Regions from separate parts of the Danio rerio genome. Here region 2 is linked to region 1. Evidence: chromatin contacts called from public HiCAR-type data. All regions are on one chromosome and are shown on one strand. The core of a region is the stretch at or near the end of the contact, and the rest is flanking DNA. Distances in the headings are between cores, read along the strand shown.

The links. HiCAR-type assays count read pairs that join an accessible place to other places.
Region 2: a HiCAR-type map of caudal fin shows a contact between it and region 1, with 6 times the contacts expected there. The contact joins the promoter of cnsta here to the promoter of hnrnpua in region 1. A contact is called at or near these places in 2 of 4 datasets of contacts at active chromatin or transcription factors (caudal fin and embryo).

The regions. Positions count from the first base shown.
Region 1 is chr17:12,691,659-12,694,358 of GRCz12tu, reverse strand. It overlaps hnrnpua (heterogeneous nuclear ribonucleoprotein Ua), which reads left to right and starts at 1,406. Exons shown (of 14, transcript XM_689599.11): 1 at 1,406-1,944. The coding sequence starts at 1,530.
Region 2 is chr17:13,275,602-13,278,301 of GRCz12tu, reverse strand. cnsta (consortin, connexin sorting protein a) reads right to left here and starts at 1,259. Exons shown (of 11, transcript XM_692809.9): 1 at 1,170-1,259.

The DNA of each region.
Region 1 (2,700 bases), core at 157-2,656:
TGCCTTTTTCATAAACAAAGAATAATGTTTTTTAGCTATATATCACCATTCTATATTGGACAGCTTTTTTAATTTGATGACTGAACCTACAAATTGAGTCAGATAAACCTAAACAGTGATTGCTGGATCAGGGGCAAGGTCATAAGAACAAGCCCCAGAGTAGAATCTGAACATTTTGCTCCAAATCTCAAAAGGTTTTGGCCATGACCAAAAAATATGTCCTATGAAGCCTTCAGCTTCACATTTATTACATTTACAGGAGATAGAGGACTAGAATTTATTAAGCTTAACCCTATAGAATAATGAAGCCAATGCACACTTTTATATTGGATTAGGTGTCTTGAGTTAATAGAACATGTCAAGAGTTTAGATGCAAAAAACATCTGAAATTTCCATAGAAAATTTACTTTTTTCTCAGCATCCTTTGTTTATGTTGAGATATTTTACTTTAAAGCCCAGGAAAAGGACTTAATCTTTGCCATTTAAGTGATATGAATACACATAAAAAATACTCCTTTTAGGGAAATGTTTCAAAAGGCATTTAGAGGTTTTTGCATCTTCACACTCTTATGTATTTATTATGACCTTGATAGACTTTTTCCAGTCCCCATTGGTAATTATAATCTGTAAATCTTTCAAGAATCTTTCAAATACAAAGTAGATATGTCAAACTGATTATTACAAACGGCTATAAAATGGGAAATCAAAATAGAGGCATCAGGAGAGGCAGAAATTAATTTATATACATCATGTTCATCTGCTCATCAAGTGGCCAAATTCTGGCTTTCTGAGGAAAGTGAAATGAGATGGTGAGTTTTTTTTTTCTGCTACACTTTTTAGTTTAAAACAAGTTTGACCATATATTTTTAAAATGATGGATGATAAAAAATTTGTATTTAAAAATAAGTATGTTTTTATTTTTCTTTATTAATTTTTTATTTGAATAAAACTCATAGCATTATTTATATAACTGTAGTAAATTAAAGTTTAAATGCAAATTCTTTGTAATAAAGCAGTATAAGCACTCTAGAAAATATTTTTAGTACGTCAAAAAGATTCGGCGAAGATTAGTAATTAAAATGTCACTACAATGCATTATTTAAACCTCATAATTGAATAGAAAATGAGGTGAATAACTGCAGAAAAGGTCCACTTTTTCAGAAAAAAGAGCCACCCTATCTAAAGGACTGTAAAATATCTAATTAAATTCCATGTTTAAAAACAGAACAAAAAATGCCTTAAGTTTTAAACAAAAAAGCCACACAGACAATACAATTTCTAAAAATTGTAAAACTACGTCTATTATCTTAAATCAATATCGATATTTACGGTAGTCTCATACGCGCTCGGCTATAACGTGCTTTACGGTAGATTATATAAAGCTGAGCTGGCCTTGTTCCGCTTCGACTGCTGCCTACAGTGACCGCACCGCGCGTTAACGGACAGTCCGCTCACAACAACCTGCCCTTTCCGTTCATATTTTCCGTTCATAATTGCTCAAATACACAAGTCTGAAGACGACGGTCACAATGAGCGCTATAAACGTGAAGAAGCTGAAAGTGAACGAGCTGAAGGACGAGCTAAAGAAAAGGAGTCTGTCTGATAAAGGGCTGAAGGCGGATCTTATGTCGCGCCTGCAGGCCGCACTAGACGAGGAGGCGCTCTCTGGTACTAACGGCTCCGAGCGTCGGTACGAGGACGGAGGAGACCCCGCCGGCAAAGACCTGGAGGAGGACCCGGTGGGAGAGAGCATGGAGGAGGAAGAAGAGGATGGAGGAAACGCGGAGGCCGAGCATGATGATATTATGGAGGAGGAAGAGGAGGACGCCGGGGTAGAGATGGATAAATCGGATGAAGACGCTCTTCTTAAAGATGATGATGGTGATGATGATGAAGATGAAGAGATGGAGAAATTCGATGAGGATGATGTGGCTCTTGACAAGGGTGAGATTATACGATGAAGATCGAGTAATTCATAGTTACTTTGTGTATAATTGGGCTAAAATAATTCATACTGTCAGCAGAACGCGTATACTGGGGTTTGTTATGGGCTCATTGCTGCTGTCCCATTTGTTTCTCCTTGAGTTACTGCTACAGTTTCAGGTTATATGATTTACAGCAATAGGCTTTACTTTGCTAAGTATGTAAGTATTTTATTTTATTCTAATCTAATATAGCTAAATGTTATACATAATTATATTAATTATAATAACATGCATAATATAATACAATGTATTTCTTTTTATTTCAAATATTTATTTCTAATAAAATATAAACTTATATTTTTACGTAATTTAATTATTTTCTTATTCCTATTTCCTTTATTTAGTGTTTTATAATTTTATTGATTATCCAATAGTTTTTCAATATATATATTTTTATGGTGAATGCAACATCTTCTTTACATTGTGCTACATATGTCAAACCTTAATGTAATACATATTTCATTAACCTAATTAAAGTATGAGAAATATCTGCAAATTAAATGCAAGAAATAATGAAAAAAATCCATTGTTATTTTTTTTTATTAAAAATGTACATTTTGATTTATTCATTTTATTTAATTGATCCCTTATAATGTCTTTGCACCAGTACACAGTTGAAGTCATAATTATTAGCTCCCCTGTTTATTTTTTCCCCAATTTCTTTTTAACGGAAAAGAAGCAGATTTTTTCAAAACATTTCTAACCATAATAGTTT
Region 2 (2,700 bases), core at 10-2,509, 580 kb before region 1:
AACACACACACACACACACTACGGCCAATTTACCTTATTTAATTCACCTATAGTGCATGTCCTTGGACTGTGGGGGAAACCGGAGCACCTGGAGGAAACCCACGTGAATACGAGGAGAACATGCAAACTCCACACAGAAATGCCAAAAGACCCAGCCATGGCTCAAACCAGTGACCTTCTTGCTGTGAGGCGACAGTGCTAACCACTGAGCCACCGTGTCACCCATTTGCAAATAATACTTTTCTAAAATTATATTATTAAGGAGAATGTCTGAATGTGCGAATATATAACCAACTTTACCTCAATGTTTAACATTTGGTGTTATTTGTACTCATGATAGAAATTATTTTAATGTAAAGCACTTTGTGACTTCTTCTCTGTGAAAGATACTAAAGAGATACTTTTACTTATCCATTATTATTTAAGAATAACTAATGATAAAACCAGCAAAGTGCAAACTAGCCTGTCAACTAAACTGTGACCTTAGCGAGGGTTAATTGTGACCTCTGTCATGACTCAATACACTGAAACGACAGCGTCGACTAACTTGTTTGCTTTTCTAGCCTAATAATTACAGTTTTATGCTGTTTTTCAATATATTACGAACAGAGAAAGCTACCTAACACAAACAGCTTTAGAATAGCACGAATATCTCACGCTCAGTGAGGCAAAACAAAGCACACATCAACTCAACATCTCTGTTTTGACACATGGCTACTTAAAATAATCCTTAAAATGAAGTCTCCATTCAGTAAAGGTCATATCACTCCATAACATTTACGCTTATTTAAATAAAAAGAGAGATCAGCACAGATCATGGCATGCTGCATCTGGATGAAAACAGATGTTGATGTTATATAATACACGAAATGCATCGTGATATCTATACTCGTGCATTAAAACATCTGTCATATTCCTATAGAGATGCAAGGTTAAAGCTATAGCAAAGCTGCTTTCATCCCTGCACACATCATGTTTGTTTAAACCGCTGACAGAAGTGTTATTTACCACATCAGGTGGACAGAGCTGTCATCAGTTCAAGCGCTAACATGCAGTAGCATCATAAGTGCATCAAGCCTTAATTTCAACAAACTAAATGTTCCGTTTTGCCATTCACGCGCGGACGTTTTCTTTCAATTATATTGTCGTAAACAACCAGAAATACTTACAGATTGATGGGGCAGGTTGTTTGAGTTTGGATGGTGAATGAACCGCGCTCTTCGCTGGTGTGTTTGTGTGTTTCTGCTGCACGTCTGCGCAGTTCTTCCTGTCACACATCCGGGTATTTCCGCTGTCTGCGCAGCTCCTCCTCCTGCAACCATCCGGGAAATTTAGCTAAAAGCCTTTGTCTCATGAATATTAATTGTATCATACCGCTGTTGCCTGGAAACCTGAGCAGAAGATAATGAATATTCATGAATATATTGGTAGCGCCTCCCGCGTCACTCTGTTTAAACTTTTACCCACTCCATAAAGGTTATTATTATTGTTTTTAATTTAAATAACAGCATATAACATGTTAAAAAAATCTACATGTTGGGGGGGGGGGGGGGGGGGGGGGGTTGTAAGTATAAACAAAAAAATACAAATATACAATAAGTAACAATTTATTAAATACACTTTTTTTTACATGCGTACGGCTTTCTTGTTTAGAGACCCACTCCATGACGATGTTACTTGGTAACTGTATTGTCTTTAAATAAGATCGCTGCTTAAACAACTGTTTAAAAAATCATCATTGTAAGGATGACTTTATATTTTATACACATATATGATATATCTAACATTTTAATAATTTACTTTTTTGTATCTTATGTTTATTTACTCTTTTAATCATTATTTTTTTCTTTTTTCTTTATGTTGTTGCCACAGCGAAATGAACCGCCAATTTATCCAACATGTTTTACACTGGGAATGCCTTTCCAGCTGTAACCCACTACTGAGAAACATCCATACACACAAATTCACTACGGCCAATTTAGTTTAGTCAAGTCACCTGTAGTGCATGTGTTTGGACTATGGGGGAAACCCGAGCACCCGGAGGAAGCCCACGTCAACACGGGGAGAACATGTGCCCCTATGCGCCGCATAACCCCTTTTGCGCCACTGACTCGAACCAGCGAGTTTTATTCTGTGAGGCGATTGTGCTACCCTCTGAGCAACCGCTATTTATGTACTAAGATTTTTAAAGTTGTACTATGAATATACATATTCGTATATCGATTTAAGTCACGTAATGTTCTTGCAAACGTATTTTGTACCCCCTGAAATTAAAAAATGTTGCTTGGTAACCATTCAGAGACGTAACATAATATTAACTCACCAAGATTATTTCCAAGATTCACCAACATTATTTTATCCATAGACTGCATAAAAGGTTTTATCACAGCAGGAGTCGCAAATGTGAGTATCAGCTTTTATGTAGTATTTTACGCCATCTTGTGGATGAAAATTTGAACGTTAATAATTGGGTTTGATGTTTTAGTAAGTTCATTCATTCATTTTCTTTTCGGCATAGTCCCTTTATTCATCAGGTACTGCCGCAGCGGAAAGAACACAGCAGATGCCCTTTCAGCTGCAACCTGGGGAAAACACACACACACACACACACACACACACACAATGGGCCAATTTTATTTATTCAAATCTCCGATAGCACATGTCTTTGTACTGTAGGGGAAACCGGAGCACCCGGAGGGA